Linked DNA regions of Mus musculus: all the other regions are linked to region 1. Evidence: chromatin contacts called from public Hi-C, HiChIP or PLAC-seq and promoter capture Hi-C data. All regions are on one chromosome and are shown on one strand. The core of a region is the stretch at or near the end of the contact, and the rest is flanking DNA. Distances in the headings are between cores, read along the strand shown. Region 1 holds the start of Zfp691 (zinc finger protein 691). Region 2 holds the start of Kif2c (kinesin family member 2C). Region 3 holds the start of Zmpste24 (zinc metallopeptidase, STE24). Region 4 holds the start of Exo5 (exonuclease 5). Region 5 holds the start of Nfyc (nuclear transcription factor-Y gamma). Region 6 holds the start of Eri3 (exoribonuclease 3). Region 7 holds the start of Ctps (cytidine 5'-triphosphate synthase).

What was found. Promoter capture Hi-C pulls out the DNA fragments that hold promoters and counts their contacts. Hi-C and Micro-C count contacts between places; a contact is called where the count stands out from the background. HiChIP or PLAC-seq counts read pairs in DNA pulled down with a chosen protein or histone mark.
Region 2: a promoter capture Hi-C map of pre-B cells shows a contact between it and region 1, with 4 times the contacts expected there. The contact joins the promoter of Kif2c here to the promoter of Zfp691 in region 1. A contact is called at or near these places in 2 of 39 promoter capture datasets (hippocampal neurons and pre-B cells).
Region 3: a Hi-C map of B cells shows a contact between it and region 1, with 7 read pairs. The contact joins the promoter of Zmpste24 here to the promoter of Zfp691 in region 1. A contact is called at or near these places in 3 of 39 promoter capture datasets (liver, pre-B cells and second pharyngeal arch cranial neural crest) and 1 of 484 Hi-C or Micro-C datasets (B cells).
Region 4: a contact with region 1 is called in a promoter capture Hi-C map of pre-B cells, with 2.4 times the contacts expected there. The contact joins the promoter of Exo5 here to the promoter of Zfp691 in region 1. A contact is called at or near these places in 2 of 39 promoter capture datasets (cranial neural crest and pre-B cells).
Region 5: a contact with region 1 is called in a Hi-C map of muscle stem cells, with 4 times the contacts expected there. The contact joins the promoter of Nfyc here to the promoter of Zfp691 in region 1. A contact is called at or near these places in 4 of 39 promoter capture datasets (the C10 cell line, cranial neural crest, liver and 1 more), 1 of 484 Hi-C or Micro-C datasets (muscle stem cells) and 1 of 115 datasets of contacts at active chromatin or transcription factors (astrocytes).
Region 6: a contact with region 1 is called in an H3K27ac HiChIP or PLAC-seq map of microglia, with 4 times the contacts expected there. The contact joins the promoter of Eri3 here to the promoter of Zfp691 in region 1. A contact is called at or near these places in 1 of 39 promoter capture datasets (pre-B cells), 1 of 484 Hi-C or Micro-C datasets (CD8 T cells) and 1 of 115 datasets of contacts at active chromatin or transcription factors (microglia).
Region 7: a promoter capture Hi-C map of pre-B cells shows a contact between it and region 1, with 2.3 times the contacts expected there. The contact joins the promoter of Ctps here to the promoter of Zfp691 in region 1. A contact is called at or near these places in 1 of 39 promoter capture datasets (pre-B cells), 1 of 484 Hi-C or Micro-C datasets (B cells), 1 of 115 datasets of contacts at active chromatin or transcription factors (astrocytes) and 1 of 9 other capture datasets (liver).

The regions. Positions count from the first base shown.
Region 1 is chr4:119,172,770-119,175,559 of GRCm38.p6, reverse strand. Zfp691 (zinc finger protein 691) reads left to right here and starts at 1,365. Exons shown (of 2, transcript NM_001145936.1): 1 at 1,365-1,422. Ermap (erythroblast membrane-associated protein) reads left to right here. Exons shown (of 13, transcript NM_013848.3): 13 at 1-103.
Region 2 is chr4:117,181,238-117,184,027 of GRCm38.p6, reverse strand. Kif2c (kinesin family member 2C) reads left to right here and starts at 1,404. Exons shown (of 20, transcript NM_134471.4): 1 at 1,404-1,597. The coding sequence starts at 1,537.
Region 3 is chr4:121,096,840-121,099,629 of GRCm38.p6, reverse strand. Zmpste24 (zinc metallopeptidase, STE24) reads left to right here and starts at 1,420. Exons shown (of 10, transcript NM_172700.3): 1 at 1,420-1,753. The coding sequence starts at 1,631.
Region 4 is chr4:120,923,544-120,926,333 of GRCm38.p6, reverse strand. It overlaps Exo5 (exonuclease 5), which reads left to right and starts at 1,329. Exons shown (of 2, transcript NM_028457.2): 1 at 1,329-1,823.
Region 5 is chr4:120,824,308-120,827,097 of GRCm38.p6, reverse strand. It overlaps Nfyc (nuclear transcription factor-Y gamma), which reads left to right and starts at 1,357. Exons shown (of 10, transcript NM_008692.4): 1 at 1,357-1,568.
Region 6 is chr4:117,548,911-117,551,700 of GRCm38.p6, reverse strand. Eri3 (exoribonuclease 3) reads right to left here and starts at 1,336. Exons shown (of 9, transcript NM_080469.4): 1 at 971-1,336. The coding sequence starts at 1,105.
Region 7 is chr4:120,568,864-120,571,653 of GRCm38.p6, reverse strand. Ctps (cytidine 5'-triphosphate synthase) reads left to right here and starts at 1,378. Exons shown (of 19, transcript NM_016748.2): 1 at 1,378-1,503.

The DNA.
Region 1 (2,790 bases), core at 116-2,615:
AGGCTGTGGAGAAAACACATTACGGGGTTGGTTTCTGAATAGCTCAGCCACAATTCAAGCAAACTTTAGACATCATTCATAATAAACCCAGTTTTACTCCTGAGTCTGACTTTTGATGTTTTATTTTTATCAATTTATAAACTAATAGTGTGTAATAGATACTTACACGTCACACACATCCTCAGCTCCAAACATAATTGCTTGAGTAGCCAATCCTATTGGCTAACTAACTCATGCTAGTCTTACCTATTGAGAGAATTTACCAATAGAGAATAGAGCTATTTGTAGAAGCAGGAAATGTTTGTCTGTGTGTCTGCCTATTTGTCTGACTGTCTGTCTATCCACTCAGTCCTTATATCCTTACAATAGTTGTGCTAGGAATTTTATAGAGGAGAGAGGTGGGATTATAAAACTTGACCCTCTCTTTTTTCTTTCCTGATTTTGTGTGTGTGTGTGTGTGTGTGTGTGTGTGAGTGTGTGTTCTTGTGTGCAGGTTCTCAAATTGTCCAGAATTGGGCATTGGATCCCTTGGATCTGGAGTTACAGGTGGTTATAAACTACCTGATGTGGGCGCTGGGAATCCAGGTCCCCTGAAAGAGCTGTAAGTGTTCTTAATCACCGGGTCATCACTAGCTCTAAAGCTTTACCAGCTACAAAGACAACCATTGAAAGACCACACAAACAGGAAAAGCTCGTAGTTAGCTTACACATCAACTTTCTTTATCCTCTTTATCTTTCAAGTTCTTAATCTTTATTGTTCTTCAAAATAAAATCTGGGAAAAACAACAACCAGCCAACCAAACAAAAACCATCTCTGGATAACTTACTGGTCTATTATATCCAGATTGATGCGAGACTTTTGGGTTAACAGGATCACATAGGACACAGAAAAAAAAAACCAAAACCTACGTTGGGCCACTGGCCGACCTGGCTGGAGGTCATTCCTTGGGAGAGGACACTTAGCTTCTCGGACAAAGAGATCGAACTACTTTATTTTTAAATTCCTTTCCTGGTACATGTCCTTTTAATTTTAAACTATAAACTTTAAATGAACTGCGAGGTTTCTATCGAGGGCCACCGCTTCAAAAGACAAAAAGAAAAGAAACCTGATGACCTTAGAAGTGATGACAGCTTCACCGCTGAGTTCTGAACTGGGCAAATGTTTTCAGCGAAGCAAACCTCCGAACTACAACTCCCAGCATGCCGCGCACTAAACCAATGTTTATTGGCCGTCCTACTAGGTCTTGTGCAGTGTGACAGTTAGTATAGCCAATAGAGAGGAAGAACGTTCCCAGGATCCAATCCGAACGCTGTGAAGGCGGATCCTCTCTGGGTTCCGGCTCCGGCTCCTTCCCCCGCCCACCGAGGCGCCGCTGTCCCTGACCGAGCCGCGGGAGTGAAGTGGGTCGCGGCTGTGTAGAGGTGACGTGGGGGTTATGGGGGAGGCGAACGCGAGGCACGGGGCGCTTCGAGCCTGGCCCCTTCGCTCTTGCGAAGGCCTTGAAGGCTGATGTTTGGGAAGTTGCTGTTTTGCGAGTCCCAAAGGCCGCCGGGTACCGTGTGTCCCTCCGCTGCGATCACGTCCCCAGTCCTCGGATGACCCAGTCTTACTACCCTCCCTGCCTTACTGTTGGCCTTGGACCACTCCATGCCCCTCCCACACACCGTGTCTTTAGAGTCGCCCCTTGTACTCTTCCAGCTCCAGTCCCAACCTCATGGACATCTCTGAACCCAACTCTCGTCCTTCAGCTTTCCCAGCTGACTCCTCCAGCTTTATCCTCCTTCCCCACTTAACTAGGCTCTTTGGACACTGCTGCAGCCTTTGTCCCCTCTCCCAGGCCACCTCAGATTCTTTGGCTCCTTTGATGATCCGTCTCTGAATCGCTATGTAGCTCCGGTGAGTGCTTCCTTAATTTTTCACACTCTGTCCCCGGTCCTTCCAAGTTACTCCCGGTACCCTTGACTCGAACCCGGATCTAGAACTTTAATCTTTCGGACCCCAGCTTGGTCTCTTCCTTCTAATCCAGGCTCTTGTCCTTCATCGTCTGTGATCACCAAGCCTCATCTTCTTGCCTTGTTCTTAGAACTCATCCCTCCTCCGCACTCTTGCTGGCGACTCTGTGCTGCTGAGCTCCGAGGAAGAAAACCCCACATGCACTAGGTCTCTTCTCCCTCCGATCTTTGTAATGCAAGGTGACTTTGTGTTATTTCCACACTGCCTTTTCAGTCAGGGATGGACTCTCCGTCTCTGCCAGCCTTGGTCCTGCTCATCTGTCTATTTTGCAAGTCATAGTTTAAATTTCACCTCTTCAGTGAAGCTCCCTCCCTGCCCTCTTCAGAGAGGTGCCTTCTCATTTCCTAAGTGCCGTAGCACCGTCTCTACCTCCAGTCCTGGTGGAATGGTTAAAAACCTCAGCTTTGGAGGAATCAACTTGGGCTTCAGTTTTGCCACCTACTGTGTGCTCTTAGGCACGTGACTTGATTTCTCAGAGTTTCAGTTTCATCATTTCTAAAGTAAGTATGAGAAATTAATAGTTGAGCTAGATGTAGCGGCTCATGCCTTCAACCCCAGCACTCGGGAGGCAGAGGTGCTGTAAAAATGAATTGAGATGGTGCATTGGACCGCTTAGCCCTAGGTCGAGTGCTCTGTAGGACCTTTAAAAAATATGAGCTGTTATGGGCTACTGTGTAATATGCCATATGCAGTGCTGGCCAGAAAGAATGGGTGTATGTACTGCCTGTTCCCTGGAACTTAACCTTGCATATTATGTTCAACTTGGTCGGTAGTGT
Region 2 (2,790 bases), core at 155-2,654, 2.0 Mb after region 1:
CTGCCTGCCTCTGCCTCCCGAGTGCTGGGATTAAAGGCATGTGCCACCAAGCCTGGCACTATTCTTGTTTTTAATGTAACTACATTTAACTTGTTTATTTAGTATGTGTGTGTGTGTATGTGGTGCATGCCATGGCACATTTGTGGAGGCTTTGGGGAGTTCATTCTCCTACCATGTAGGTCCAGAAGATCAAACTCAGGTCTTCAGGCTTGTCAAGGTTGGATAGACCAAGGGCTAGACACCATTTACACTATACATATCCTCCGCGGGGCGGTGGGGGTTCTTGGTCTGCATAGGTCTGCATACTGGGGCAGTAATGATGTGGTTCAGTGTAAGAACGTTCCCCTAGAAGCCGGACAGTAGTGGCACATGCACAAAGTCCTGGAGTTAATACCTAGTACTACGAAACAAAAAGACATTATAAATAATGACAAAAATCAGGTATGGTGATTCATGCTAATTCCAGCATTTAGGCATTGTAGGCTGCTTTTCATTGCCAGCATCTTTTTTTGTTTGTTTGTTTGTTTGTTTGAGACAGTTTCACACAGCCCACTCTGGCCTCAAACATGCTGCTTAGCTAAGGTTGGCTTTGAAATTATTCTCTTTTCTTCATCTACAGGGAGCTAGGATTATAGGCATGATCTACCATACCCCGCTTCTCTTGTGTTCTGTTTTGTTTTGTTTTTCTAGAAAGGGTTTCCCTGTGTAATCTTGGCTATTCTGGAACTCAGGCTGTAGACCAGACTGACTTCGAAGTCAAATTTGCCTCTCTCTAGTGGTAGGATTAAAGGCTCGAGTCACCACCGTATGACTTCCCCCGTGTTCCTAATAGGAAAAAAAAAAAAAAAAAAGTTTCACGGACAGGAACCATTCGTCTTGTTTATTCCACTATCCCAATCTAGCACTATGTCTAGCACTAGCATGTGACTATTTTTAATTGGTGTCTTCGAAATATTGTATACATTTCAAAGAGAAAGCAATCATCAAGAAACCAGGATTTGAACCCCTGTCTGTAGAATCACAAGGCCCTCACTGAAACATTATACATAAGTTTCCTAGTCTTACATAAAGGCAGAAGTTCGACCTGGTAGCGGGAGGGTAAGGCCAGAAGCCATAAAACCTTCCCATCAGCTGGGCGTGGTGGCGCACGCCTTTAATCCCAGCACTCGGGAGGCAGAGGCAAGCGGATTTCTGAGTTCGAGGCCAGCCTGGTTTACAGAGTGAGTTCCAGGACAGCAAGAGCTAGAAAAACAAAACAAAACAAACAAACGAAAAAACCAAACAACCAACCAACCAACCAAAAACCCTTCCCATCAGTCTCAGAGCTCGGGAGCCCGGCCACGCGCCGGAAGTCGGAGACCAAGACTACATATCCCACATTGCTCTGCGGTGCGTCGCACTGGTGACGTTGTAGGGAGGCTGGCGCGCGGGATTTAAACTGCAGCGGTTTAGGCGTTGTTAACACAGCGCAGTATTAGCAGAGTCGTGGTTTCCAAGCTTCTTTCATTTGTGTTGCCTGTTGTTGTTCCTGAGTCCATGGAGTCGCTTCACGCACGCCTGTTTCCTGGTCTCTCCATCAACATTCAACGCAGCAATGGTGAGGGCAGGGTCTTGAGGCCAAGGGGACGACCCAAGAGCGGTGAGACTGCCAAGATGGTTATCTGAATCTCCGTGTGGCAAAGCTTTGGGATACTTTCCCTTATTCCACACTGAGGGGGTCCATGTCACTACACTGGCAGTCGGTGTCCCCTACACAGGAGGAAAACGCTACTTTGGTTGTGGGTCCCTTGCCTGCTTTCTGAGTGTGGGCGGAGCACGTCTGCGGTTATTGGTGCGCCTAGCTAGGTTATAGCGATTGGATGCATTTCCTCTGAACCTGTTTTGCTTTGTTGGACCCGCGGCTTCCTCGGCCTCCTGAGTGCTGGGATTAAAGGTCATGCACTACCACGCCCGGCTTTTTTTTTTTTTTTTTTTTTTTTTTGGCGTTTGTTTTGGTTTTTCAAGGAAGGGTTTCTCTGTGTAGTCCTGGAACTCCTGTAGACCAGGCCTCGAACTCACAAATCCCCTGCCTCTGCCTCCCAAGGGCTGGGATTAAAGGCGTTGCACCACCACTGCCCGGCTCAACCATCTGTCTTTATTAAGCAATTTCTACAGGTCTAATAACGGGTCATTCATGGACTAGCCAACCACTGCCAAAAATGGACCAGGGAACTCCAGCGGTCCAGCTCTTTACTGATGTGTTCAGGAATAGCTCCTCCAAGGAATGTAGTAACTTACTTGCTCAAATGAATCTTCATTCTGTTGGAGCGGTGATGCAATTTTATCCTATGGAGCTGGGGTTTAAGGCCCATTCCCTGTTCACTTCCACTGTGGAATGGTCTAAGGGTGAACCCCACTAGAATTACTAACTAGCATTTGTGTTTTGTTTTATTTTTTGAGACAGTTTCTCTGTAACAGGGCCTTGGACCTGGACTTGCTTTGTAGATCAGGCTGACCTCGAACTCACAGAGATCCACCTACTGTACTTTGCAAGTGCTAGGATTAAAGGCATGCACCATCACAGGCCTAGTTCTTTGGTGTTTTGTTTGTTTGTTGCTTTTTAAATTTATTATTTTATTTTATGTTCATTGGTGTTTTGTGAAATCCTCTGGAAGTGGAATTACACTTTGACAACAGGGTTTCTCTGTGTAGCCCTGTCTGTCCTGGAACTCACGTTGTAGACCAGGCTGTCCTCACTCACAGAACTCCTCAGGCCTCTATCCCTGATGTATTGGGATTAAAGGCAAGGGC
Region 3 (2,790 bases), core at 171-2,670, 1.9 Mb before region 1:
TTCCTCACCTTTGATCAGGGATTAAGCCCTACCTATAAACATTGGGCTTACCTACCTAGGAATACCACTCTTCCATTGGTACAATGGAGAGAGTCCCTAACATCACAGTGGCATCCACCCTTTGTTGACACAAGGGCTAGGCTATGCTTGTGTTTTTCCACAGGACTCTACAACACCATGATGGGTGCCAGTACAAAACATCCAACCAGCCATGGAAAAGGAGGACAGGGACGAAGCCTCCTCTCTGAAGACCTTCTACCTGAGGAAATGGCACTTGTTAGAGCTATGTCTCTACTTGCCTGTGATCCCTGTTTTCATGCCATTTGCCTTACACCCAATCAAGTACAAAATATTTCCCAGGCCCATGAACAAAACTCAAAGTTCAGCTAACAGTTCAATCAGTAATTTTGCTGAAAGCAAAAAATCCCCCAAAAGAACTTTTGGTTGCCAAAGAATCTGTGATCCTATATTGAAGTAATTCACTTTGTCAAGTAACTTCTACTGATTACGCTCATGCAGATAAATTTAGTCATGGTTGAGAAATTTGAAACCTTAATCTCAACATCTTTAGCATCACAATCTCACCATATTTTAAATTGGAGCTACATATTTTAATTGGAGCTAAAGATTTCGCAATTCACTATAAATAATGTTTATACAAAGTGCTATTAGTTCATAGAAACTATTAATTAAATAACATTTACTTTGTGGTCAGAAAAATTCTGGCTTCACGTTTCAAGTAAAGTCAAAGTAGTAACAGGGGCCATAGTGACCCTATTTCATTGTTGAATTCCAAGGCAAAGGTACTGAGCTGTGATGGTGTGTGGTGATGTGTGGTGGTGGTGGTAGTGGTGGTGGTGGTAGTGTGTGTCTGAAACAAGGTCTTGCTAGGCTTAAAGGCAGTGGCTACCAAGCCTGCCTGTTTGAGGTTAGAAATGCAGTCCCAGGACTCACAGGTAAATGCCTCTTCTGACTTCACTTGGGGAGGATGAGATGAAATGTGTAAATGAAAATCCTAATCACTAGAGTCATTTTCATCTCTAATATTCCCAAAACCAGAACTTTCGAAGACAAGCCAAACAACCCCAAATGCCTCGTTTGGTTAGTTATCCTGGAGATGCACATCTAACCTTTGAACGGCACTAAATAGAAGGAAGGAAAAGTTTTAGAGCCTCTCTCATCCTTCCCAGCTACTTCTAGAGGGAATATTTCTATGACCCGGCTTATCCGGTCCGGTTAAGCACCGGGGTCCATTGCCCTCTCTGGTAACCCGCCAAAGCAAAGGAGAGGCGGCGACCACACTGACGTTCCCAGGAAGAAGGCCGGAACCTTTGAATTGGATCCCTGCACACAGAATCCGGAGGGATATTTCAGGTGCACCGCTGCTCATTCTTCAGGCGGAAGTGAGGAAGGTGGGGCGTCTTATTCTAGCAGAAATAAGTAGGTCCTTGAAGAGTAAGGCTGGAGGGAATCGTGTCTTTGTGACACTTCTGGCAAAGCTGAGGGAATGGGCGTCTGAAGAAGCCCTCGGAAGGGACCCGTATTGTTGTGACACCGCTGGCACTCTCCGAGGGACGCGTGTCGCTGAGGCACCGGTGCACGCTAAAGGAGCGGGTGAGATAGGGTGACGATGGGGATGTGGGCATCGGTGGACGCTATGTGGGACTTCCCTGCGGAGAAGCGAATCTTCGGGGCGGTGTTGCTCTTTTCCTGGACGGTGTATCTTTGGGAGACCTTCCTAGCACAGCGGCAGGTGAGCATTGACGTGTCTCCCCCGGCTGAGCCCCTGGACAGCCTTAGGCCAGCCCGAGCCTCTACCCAAGCCCCTTAGTGTTTGCCCGGATGTAGCAAACCGTAACCCCCGGTGAGCTTCCTAACTTTTCCTAATGGTGACTGCCGCTTTGAGGAGTTTTTGGAAAGGCAGAAGTTGTTTGCAACGTTGTAATGGGACCCAAGCCTGTAAGCGGCTAATGAAAGGGAAGAACTGCCCTACCGCCAAACTTGAGCATGTCTATGCCTGCTTTACAGCGTCTTAAGAATCTTTGGACCGGGACTTGACCAAGCCTCGTTGGTATAGGCTTTCTAAGTGGAGGTGCTAAATTTGTAGAATAATAACTTCCCATGATATTGATGTTACCATGCTCAACCTCACTTTGCAACCGTTCCAAAGACTCGCACGCCGTTTGAAAATCCTCATTAGAGCAAATGTTGTTTGGGGCCACAATGTGTGTGTGTTTCATTAAAATTTCTCTTTGGGTTTTTTGTTTAAAACGTTAAATAGTGCAGTAGAAAAGCTAACAGTTTTCCATGGAGATAGCCATAATTAACAGTTTAATTCGAAATGTGAACGTTTTAGTGAGATGGACTTTGAAACAACAAAACAAGTTATCTGCAACATTATAATGGGTCCCAAGCCTGTTGGTGTCTAATAAAAGGAAAGGACAGCCCTGCCGTCAAACTTATGCAGGTCTATGCCTGCTCTGCAGTGTCTAAGTTTGGACAACACTCGTCTGTGTCGTCCTTGAGAACCTTCCCCTTTAACTGCTGGACCTATTTCTTGAGCTCTGCAGTCCTTTTCGTCTGCAGTTTTCTTCTAACTTACACTGTATGTGAGTTTCTTTGCCAGGCAAGTGCTCTCCCACTGAACTACATTTCCCAGCCCTTCGTGACTCTCCGGATTGCAAGTTTGAAATTTTTTTTTTTTTTTTGGTTTTTTTGTTTTTTGTTTTTTGAGACAGGGTTTCTCTGTATAGCCCTGGCTGTCCTGGAACTCACTCTGTAGACCAGGCT
Region 4 (2,790 bases), core at 80-2,579, 1.8 Mb before region 1:
AATATGCCCTTAATGAAAGAAAGGGGATTTATTCGATGAGGTCACTTTGGAAAGAGGAACAAACACAGAGGCCTAATGATTTCCAAGACTGTCTTTGGGGTTCTGACATGTGGTTTAGGTTTAAACAAAGCAAGAGGGATGTACAACTAAGCAGATCAAGGAACAGTCCTGTCCACAGTTGTCTCAGCTTGTGTCTTCTGCAGAGTGGTCTGACAAGCTGTAAGGATCCTATGAAGTCTCTTCCTGGGAGGTAAGTTCTCCTCTGAATGGTGGGTGGCGGGGGGGGGGGGGGGGGTGGGGGGGTGGGGGGGGGGGTTCTACTGCTTCCATACTGCCAAAGGGAGGGGCACAAGTGCTTCTCTTTTATCTTTGCTCCCACTGTGATTGAAGATAGTATTTCATGGGTTTTACTCCACATTTGGAAATTTCCTCTTTTTTTTTTTTTTTTTTTTCCTACGCAAGTTCCTTGTTTGGAATCTGTTCATCCTCCCCCTGATACAATACACTTTATAAAACCCTGATTCTGGTGAACCCCTTAAACTGGTGACTGAATTAACTAAATGAACCTAACAGCTAGGCTTTATCCTTCTGGACTTTAGACTCAAGTCTAGAGTCCCAGCGCTGAGATTTTTGGTGTGGGTCACCATAGATGCTGGGAAGTATTTTTCAAAGGCTCAGAGGTTAAGAGCACTAGCTGCTCTTACAGAGGACCTTAGTTTGTTTCTCTGTGCCCATGTGACTCAACCCTTCTGTAACTCTGAGGCCCTCTTCTGGCTCCCGAGGGCACCAAGAAGATATGAACCACAGACATGCATGCAGGGAAAACATTCATACACATAAAGGAAAAAACAAAACATTTTTTTTAATCTTTAAAAAGAATCTGGGCATAAGGGCACAATGGCTTGTAATTCCAGCACCGAAAAAGCAGAGGCAGGAGTAACCCAAATTGGAGGCCAATAAAAAGGATAAGAAATAAATAAAATAAAATAAGACACTGACAACTGCCAGCGTCTTTGAAGCTTGAGTTCATGATTGTTCACTAAGCTGGGAAAGCTGATGTCAGGTGCTAAGATCCGGATTCGGGCTCCAAGGGTGTCAGAGGCCAGCTGCACTGGGGACAGCGAGACGACCACCATGACCGTCCTCTCACCGGGCGGGCGTAAGAGAACGAGACGGTAACAGCCTGCACTAGGCACTGGTGGATAAGGAAATACAGCGGACTGCAGACGCCCACTCAGCCCCAGTGTCGCGAGAACCAGGGGCCTGGTGGGTGGGGAGGGGTGTGACATGAAAAGGGGCGGGCCTCCAACCGCCGCCGGGAATTCTGGGACAGGGGTGAAGAGCTAAGGGGCTGCCCCTTTCAGGCACGCCCCTCATTCGGGTTTTTGTTCTGTGCATTTTGGGCCCGCGATTGAGTCTTTGCGCTTGGGCACACCAGGGGGACTGGGGCTGGGGGCTGAGTGGAAAGCACACGCCTGCCTGCGTGGAAGGCCTGTAACGAGTCAGGACGCAGAGGATGAAGGCAGCAGCAGGCAGCCGGAAGCCATCAGCAAGGCAGGGCCTCCGACCTCAGGCTGCGGCTGGGAACCTGGAGAGCAGAACTTACCGCCTGGAGACCTTACCCTTGGAGAGGCCAGTGTTAGGAGGATTTATGACACGCAGCTGCCCTAGCAGTGTGACTCAAGTGGAAACACCATAATGTGAAGGAGTGGTCAGGTGAAGAGAACAGAAGTCCACATTCCATCATAGCAAGGTGCCTCCCCATCTCCCCTCGTTTTAATACATGCTCTTCCCTGTGAGGAGGGAAATCAACTAAGGCCCAGGTGAGTACGAGTTGCCTCTCTCCTGAACTTTTCAGAGCAAATAGATACATAGTAGACCCATCAATGCCTTTGGAAGGAAAGCCACATTTATTGTGTGTTAGTTAATATCTGTACTGTTTTAGCTCTGTGGGCATTGAAGGATTAGCTTACCAGTATACATTTTAAAGATGTGCCAGTCTCATCAGAGAATTTTTGAAATGTGCCCAAGATTATTCAAGAAACAAATAGCAGAACCGGGCGTGGTGGTGCACGCCTTTAATCCCAGCACTCAGGAGGCAGAGGCAGGCGGATTTCTGAGTTCGAGGCCAGCCTGGTCTAGAGTGAGTTCCAGGACAGCCAGGGCTACACAGAGAAACCCTGTCTCGAAAAACCAGAAAATAAAGAAAGAAAGAAACAAACAAACAAATAGCATACCAGCAAATTCTACTGGACGTTTCAAGATTAGATTCAAAATCTGTATCTTCAGGATCCCTAGACTCTTGATGCCGATCTGGTATTTTCTGAACATCTATCTCATTTAATTTTTCACCTAATAATTTTCAGCTTTATCTGTTTTAAAACTTTTAAAACATATATTCATATATAAAATATTTAATATGAATATTAGTAGATATTTCTATATCTTTAAGAAGTCAAGGGGGCTGGAGAGATGGCTCAGAGGTTAAGAGCACTGACTGCTCTTTTAGAGGTCCGGAGTTCAAATCCCAGCAACCACATGGTGGCTCACAACCATCTGTAATGAGATCTGATGCCCTCTTCTGGTGTGTCTGAAGACAGCTACAGTGTACTTATATATAATAAATAAATAAATAAATCTTTAAAAATAAAAAAAAAAAATAAAAAAAAAAAGAAGTCAAAAGTCTGCCAGGCAGTGGTGGTATAGCCTTTAATCTCAGCAGCTTGAGAATAAGTTCTAGGACAGCCAGAGCTACACACACAAAACCTGTCTCTCTCTCTCTCTCTCTCT
Region 5 (2,790 bases), core at 108-2,607, 1.7 Mb before region 1:
GTGTGTGTGCTGGGCATGGTAGTTTATGTCTGTAATCCCAGGACCCCGAGGCTAAGTAAGGAAGATTTAGCTGAGTTTAAGGTCAGTGTGGACTACATAATGAGCACCGGACAACCAGTTATAGACAGGCCTTGTGAAATACTACACTTCCCCATCCCCACCCCCACCTCCCCAAAATGGTTGGCTTCCATATTCAGCCTAAAGTGCCAAGATTAGAGGCATGTATTACCACACCAAGCCATACATATTGTGTTAATGTATTTGCATGGAATGCATTCGCCCATAGAAGGCAACATCTAGATGTCTTCAGTGGAAACTTCACCCTATTTTTTGACACAGGATTTCCCTGCGTAATTCTGGAAGTCCTGGAACTCGACAAGGCTGGCGTTGAACTCACAGACCCTCTTGCTTCCGTCTTCCCAGGTGCTGGAATTTCAGTTCTACCGCGCTGGCCCCAACCTATTTGTATAGACTGGGCCTCCCACTGAACCAGGAGCTTGCTTATTTAGCTAGGCTGGCAGGTTTCTTTTCAAGCCTTTCAGGTATGGGAGACTACTGTGCTAGTGGCTTATGGAGTGTTGGGGGGGCTAATGCAGGTCTTAATGCTTGTAGGAAGCACTTTACTGAGCCACCTCCCAACTCTTTAATTTTTTATGCCAATTTTTAAAAAAAATATTTATTATTTTATGTAAGTACACTGTAGCTGTCTTCTGACACACCAGAGGGCATCAGATGTCATTACGGATGGTTGTAAGCCACCATGTGGTTGCTGGGATTTGAACTCAGGACCTTCAGAAGAGCAGTCAGTGCTCTTAACCACTGAGCCATCTCTCCAGCCCTTTTTATGCCAATTTTAACGTTTTAAAATGTCACCTTTTTGGTTGTTTGGAAATTTTATTTCTTCACTTACTGGTGTGTGTGTGTGTGTGTGTGTGTGTGTGTGTGTGTGTGTGTGTGTGCGCGCGCGCGTCGCACATTAATGATCAGAGTTCAGCTTTCAGGACTCTGTTCTTCTGGTCCATCCTGGGTTCCAAGAATCGAATTCAGGTCGTCCGGTTTGCTGAGCCCCAGGCGGCTTTTTAAATTTTCCATGCCCGCGAAGTTCTTCTCTCCCTACCATTCATTTCCTTGAAGAACAAAACACGGAAAACTATTTCCTAAAACCCAGAAGCGAGCGCATCCTAGCTGAGAGCTTCAAGGATATAGAACGTCCTCGGAGGTCACCGAGAAACGCCTCCCGCGCCCCTGGGAAGGGGCGGGGCCCCAAAAGTCTCCGCTCTCACTATCCCGCTTGGCCAGGCAAGACAATTCTCGCGAGACTTCAGGCACCTCAGCCGCTGCGCACTACGCGTTGCTGGGAGTCGAGGCGCGGAGTGGGGGGAGGGGCAGGGGAGACGGTACAAACGGCGCGGCCGCCATCTTGTTTGCGCCCCCGCTCCGCACGCGCTCCGGTTTTTCGTGACGCACGCTTCCCCCTCCCCTCCGCCGCGCCCGGGCCTCTGCATTGCCCGACGGCGCAGCAGCGCGGGGGCGGCTGCTTTCTTCGCTGGACGCCGGAGTAGAGGCCTGTGAGTGTATGAAAGCTTGGGTGAGGAGGGGAGAGAGAGAGGGGGCGGCCGGCAGTGAGGGCGGTGCTTCCCGCCAATGGCGGAGAGCTCCCTTCCCTCTGCGGCCGCCGCTGCACTTCGGTCGGCTCTGCCGCCGCCATGTTATGTGTTCGCCGGGCCCGCCGCTGTCGTCGCGGCTGCGCTCGCGGGGTCCGTGCGCCTGGGCCCGCGGGCTTTCTCCCATTGGCGGAAGGCGACGGCGGGGGGGCTCGCTCGTGATTGGTCGGCGGCGGGGAGGCCGCGGACCTGGCACCTTATTGGTCACGCCGGCTCCGGCCTGGGGGGTGATGAAGGAATTGGCGGCTGTCGGGATGCTAGCTGCTCAGGCTCTGGCGGCAGGGCGACGGTCCCTCTAATGCCAGCGTGGCGGGGAGTCTCCGGGACGGAGCCGGAGGCCCAGAGGAGAAAGAGAGTGGTAGCCTGGCGTGTGGCCTGCAACGGGGAGGGGTCACTACTAATACCAGAGGCACGGTCAACTACAAGATGGGGTGTGCAAGCCCCTGCTTTGTAAACACGGAACAGAAGTGTCTTCGAGACCTAGGGGTGCTAGACTTGGAAATTGATCCAGCTTGGGAATGACCCTGAGTAGAAGTCTGAGTGCATGGTATGGAAGTAGTGGGAGTGAGGACCAGAAGGACAGAATCGGATTAGGGAGCCTGCTGTAAGAATTTGGGTTTTGAAACCCGGAGGATTAGTGTAGAACTCCAGACTCCATTCTGGGTTCTGAAATGGAGAGTGGGAAACAGGTAAACAGCCGGATCCCACTGGACAGGTGTATCAACTTTTAGAGGCTGAATGCCATTTTAACATTACATTAAGTAGAATCAGAAAGTCAGCTGTAGAATGTATTTGCATAATTGGGAAGTTGGGGGTTACAGGATTTGGGATCATGCTAGTTTTGAGATGTTATATATGAAATTTTCACTGGTCTAAGAAGAATATAGGATCAGAGCTTTGTGCTTGCTAGACAAACATTCTACCAACTGAGTTACCCCACTTCCCCCTTAAAATTGATCTCTCTTAACTTTCAGTTCAGAGGGCAGGTGAGACAAACTCAGGAGTAATAGACCTTGTTTCGCGTGCTTACCTGGGTGTATGAGTATATTTTACAGTCACACAGATATTGGCAGTGCCATCCTCATTCTGTGAGGGAACAAGCAAGAGTTTGTAAGTTGCTGGAGTC
Region 6 (2,790 bases), core at 87-2,586, 1.6 Mb after region 1:
AGGCAGCACCTGCCGACAGGCAGCCAAGTGGGTTTCTAACCAAGATCACAGGCATACATTAGTGGAGTCACACTCCAAGTCACTGTTATAAATTGGCTTTTAAATGGTGGGCGATTCAAGTATAATATACTTAAGGTCCAAGACCGAGCCCACTAAAACAAGGTATACTGTGTATGATAAAGTCAGAATAAAGCTGAATTTGATGAAGCCAGTTTTCTGGTACAAACTCTACAGTCAAAAATCATTCGGCCAATCACAATCTACTACAGTTAAATAGCTTAGTCTTTGGCCAATGGGATTCATGTTTTGCTGCCCTTGGGCTGGGAAACCAATGAAATGCACTAGCAAATGCAAGCCACAAAAATGGTCAGAGACAATTATTGGCCCCAGTCATTGCGAAATCCAGCCTGAGGGGCAAGCTCTGTATCTCCAGATGAGGGGCCCCATACCCAGCATCTTCCAGGCCAACGTCGAGCAGCTGACATTTCACAAGAACTCAACCCAAGTCATGCTTTCTTTGTTTTAAGAAGACACCTGTTGCTGGACCACTTGCAATAAAGACATACAAAAAGCTACCTGGGTTAAGGCTCTTTCTCCACTCTGTCCACCTCTGTCCACCATTATTACCCACAGCTTGTGACTTACAAGGAAGTAAAGTGCTAGCATGTGTGCCTGTGCCAAGATGCGGAGGGGGTAGTCTATAAATAATTCCTTAATCTTCTACTTTATCTGGTCAAACCTCTCTCCTTCTCCAGAAATCTCAAACCAGGCCCTTTCATCAACTCACCCAGTCTCTCTCGCAAAGCCGAGCTCCCCCACCGCCCTCCCCAGCTATCCCTTCGCCCAGAGTTCTAACATCCAGGGTGAGCACCAGGCCAGAATCCCAGGCTCCTTAAGTGTGCGCGCCACGACCCACACCCCGCATGCATTAACCAGGGCCCAAGCTGGGGGCCCTCTCAATCTCACCCACCCCAGGGTGTTGCCCCCAGCTCGGGCCCATCCAGGTCCAGGGAAGCGTAAGGGGAGGGGCAGGGGGCCAGGAGACCAGCCCTCCTTCCCAGGGCCGCCCCCGCCCCCCGTCAGCTGCCGGAGAGGCTGTCGCCATGGCAACGCCCCCTCCTCCGGGCCAGCACGGCAGGCTCTCTCCAGGTGCAGGCCCCGGCGTCTCCCTCGGCCTCAGCAGACGCTCCGGGCAGTTGACGGCAGCGGGCACGGCCCGCGCCGCCTGCGGCGCTGGCCAGGCAGAAGCAGGGCCAGCTCCGCCCGCTTCCCACAGCCCGTTCCAGGCAGCCTCAACAGCGGCAGCCAGCACCACGAGTCCACAACACACCGACTCACCTCCGCGCACTCTGACCCCGACCGACGCGGTGGACGGGCGGGCGTGGTAGCCAACCGCTGAGCCCGCTGCTAGCGCCTTTGGCCAATGAGCTGGAGTAAGGCGGGGCTTCTTCTCTCCAAACGCTCTCTCTCCCGCCGACATGCGCGTTAAGGTGTGTCAAGATGGTGACCGTTGGCTCTGGGCCTTGTGGGACTTGTAGTTTAGAGGAGCCACGTATTCAAAAGAGAAAGGGAGGGTCACTTCTAAACAGTGAAAGGGGTTTTCTTAAAAAATAAATAAATGATAATAATAAAATAACCCGAAATCTTCGTCAGGCCTAAAATGACCCAGATGCTCTACTTATTTTCCCCACCTTGACTGTAGGCATTCGGTGAGTATGGGCTTAGGAGACATTCTCTTTAGGCGACACTTTTCTGTGATTCATTGTCAACAAGTAATCGTTATCTACTTTCTGATGCGGGCCTGAGGGAAATCTGGAAAGAAGGGAGGCGAATTCAGCTAAAAAGAAAATGCTGAGATTTCTGAAGGGCCTTTCTGAGGAGGAAGCTTCTGGCTTGTTGAGGCCCTCAGAGGAACTGTCAGGGTTAACAAGGTTTCTGGCCATAGCTGTAGTGGGTCTTTCACAGTCAGTCTCTCCAGGCAGCTGGGGAGAACTTCACCTAAAGCGATGGGTGAGTGTCTCCATCTTAGCTGTGCTTCTCTGGGAATCCACGTTATGAAATGGGAAGCATCAGTCTTAAGCCACTGGTGATTTTGACAGCCTCTCAGTCAGATCCATCTTAGGAGCCATCTTCAGTTACCAAGCTCCTCTGTCTGCCACCTGCTATTTTCCTTTAAGACAGCTAATATCAGTTCTGGACCCTGCCACCTCTGAGATCTTAATATAATGGTTCCTGCCTGAGCTGGAAATGCCTGTAATCCCCATATCAGAGAATGCCTTCTTTAATCTCATGCACATAATGGGTTAGATGGTTCTACTGTGAACCTACAGAACTGAGCACAGCACTTTACAATTGTCTCCCTGCCATCTCTCTCCCAGGAATTGAAACTCGTTTAAGATAGCTATTCATTTCCATATTGTTCATGCTGCATGGCTTATACCCAGTATGGTGTCAGTCATAGAGCAGCTATGCAATAATGTGTTTCTGACAAATGAAGGAGTAAACTGCAACAGAGACAGATATCACTCACCCCAACTGAGAAAAGGAGAGCCACGATTGCCTGTCCCCAAATCTTGGAACTAAAACTGGAGCTTCTTCTTCTTATCGTTACATAAACATTAACCTGGATTGGCCCATTCGTCAATGCGTGTTTATACTTCAGAATTGGGCACTGTCTGTTGCTGATGGTTTCATGGTAAGACATATAAAATCCATATCCTCAAGGAGCTTTTCTATAGGAAAGGAAATGGAAGGGATGGGCAATGAAAAGATAATATAAAAAGTAAAACA
Region 7 (2,790 bases), core at 129-2,628, 1.4 Mb before region 1:
AGACATCCCAGGCATCGGTGAGTTGTATGGCACCTGAAGCAGTGAGAAGAGGGGGGCTGCCCTCTCCACTGCAGCCACTTGTCTGAAGTACCAAGATGAAAGACCATGCTGCTCGCACACATGAAAGCAGGCTGGTAGACAGAAGTTCTCTTGTTGGCTTGCATTTTCTTGGTGAAATGGAAAGCAAGACCATCAAAGAGAATATGGGAGAGTGGAGGGGAGTGAAGGGGTCCCCCAGAAGAGCGACTGGGGGAGGAGTTCAGTTTTGTACCTCTTATGGAAGCTTCTTGGAGCAGAGCAGTTTGGGTATTTGGGCAGACTCAGAGCATGCTGTTGGTTGGGATCTGAAAGAATCCGGAAGTCTCCGAGAGAAGCCCCTGTAGAATTCTCCTAAGTGGTTTCTTGGAATTCTACTTGTTTGAGTCATTTTCCTGAAAAAAACCAGTATGGTCATGGGAGGCATACCTTTTCTTTAACTCTTTCAGCAAAGACAGAAGAAAAAAAAAAGCAATAAATTACTCCTAATGGAAGGAAACAAGCCTCCTGGATGGAGTTCAAGGTACAAGGTACTTCCTAAGGAAACCTTTGTGTAGTTTTTGCAGGGTGGAGGGTATTAAAAACTCACATGGGTTTATGTAGTATTCAAAAGACAAAATCATCACCTTGGGTGCTGTAAATCTTTTGCCTACAACGCTCTGCATAGAGCTGCCCTTCCAACCTCTCCAGCCTGCACTGTTCACTCTGCAAGGCTCTTCTGGACCTCGCCTGGAATGTGCACACAGACTTTTTCTTCTGCCTCATTTTCTATTCCTCCCTCCCTTCCTTGCCAGTAAACGTTTCTGCTACGTGTTCAGAACCCGCTGTACACTAACTCCCCAAGTCCCAATCGTCTGTGAAAATCCCCATGACTTGTTAGAAGTGGGCTCGTTTGCCTCTCTACATTTAGTGCCGGATGGAAGTAGGCTCGCGACAGTTGTTCTAATGCAGGCACCGTCAGGGTGCGTTGTGTGGAAAGGCAGCTGGCTAGGACGTGAAGCCAAGCGGCCCGGCCTAAGAGGGAGACAAGCAGGCACCGGGAGAAGGCGGCGGTGCGGGGCGAGAGCACGAGATGATTTGGCCCGCAGCCTGAGGGAAGGCGGATGGGAGGTGAGAGTGTCCACCGGCTATTGCGGGACCAGGCAAAGGCCCTCAGGGTTCCGGTTAGATGCGAGTCACCAGCATCCTCTAGACCTCGGGCGAGGAAGCCCACAGAACCCACAACTCCCGAGACCCACCCGCAGTAGCCACTCAACAAGCTGCGGCGAGACGTCCCGCGCATGCGCGCCCTAGCCCCACCCTCCCCTGGGCCCGCCTCTCCCCGCCCTCTGCGTGCGCACCGCCTAGAGCCCGCCTCTCAGAAAGACGGCTGGCGCATGCGGCCCGGCCGAGCACTGGCTGCCCGAGGCTCACCACGCGCGCGCCGGCCTTGCTGTGGCTGACACGAGACTCCGAAGCCGGCCTCAGGTAGGCAGACTTCAGGGATCCCGGTGGAACGGCTCCCGGGTGCAAGAGCCTGTGGCGCCGACAGAGCCCGGCGCGGACGGCCACGCCGCCGGGGCGATAAACGTCTCTTCTCACCAATCAGGGGAGAGCTGGCCCGGCGTTCTGCCCAATGGGCTGCATCTCTAACGGGAGTGGGGCGGGCAGTCCCGGAACGCGAGCTGCCGGCTCCCGCGCGCGGGCCGCGTGGCCCGGCTAAGGAAAGGGGCCGAGTCCGGCGACGCGGGCAGCCGGGCTTGGTGAGGTAGAGAGCGCGGTGTGCCGCCGCGGAGGGGTCTCCCAGAGCCCCAGCCTGTGATGGGGCCCGACTGGCGGCCTTGAGCTCCTCCCGGCGCTGCCCGGCGCGCGGGAGGAAGGGGCTTGTAGGTTCGCTGGGCCTCACGGCCCAGGCTACCCAGCTGCTGTCTCTCTTTCCAGCCCAGCGCGAAGATGCTGGCGTTCTTGAGGCCACTACGTCAGCGTGGCTGCCTTACGTCCACACTCATTATTTTAAATCCTCAGCAGCCGGGTGACGCGGGTGGGTGCTGCTGTGGTTCTCGTCCCACTTTTTACGGCGGTGCGAACCCGGGCATCAGGCACTTCGGGGCTAGATTTAGATTTCAGCACATCTGCGGTGGATCCTGAGCCTGATTTTCACCAACTTCATTTTTTTTTTTTTTTAACAAAAGCTTTCACATTTTTCATTCGTGAATTTATCTGGTGCCCCTTGCTCTATATTATAGCTCCTGTACTTGAAAAACCTTTTGTGTCTTGTCATCTTCAGAAAAAAAAGTGCAGCGTGGACATTCAACTTTGCCCATGGACTGGCCCCTGGCCATCCCTTTGCCCTAATCTTTTTTTCTTGGTGCATCCTGTGGGCTCACCTGCTTGTTCATGCTTTGCCTGATTCCTAGCTCATTTCAGTCAGTCAGCCTTACGGGCCCATTACAAGGCAGGTTTTCAAAAGGAGCTCCTGGATCCTCCCTCAGTCCAGGTCATCTCTCCCGGAGATACTTAAGTTGGACCCACATTTGACTTAAGTTTGTGGTACCCCCAGCATGTGAGTAGCTCTCCCATAATAGGTAGTTTGTAAACGTTAGGGAATGGGTCCTCTCCAACTGGCTCTTTGTGGCTTTTGGAATATTTTTTTGCCAGTCACTCTGGGAGACTGCCAGAATCTTAGTGTCTGTCTGTCTGTCTGTCTGTCTGTCTGAGTCTCAATCTCTCTCTCTCTCAGAAACACACACGCACATACACACAGAGAGATCTGAA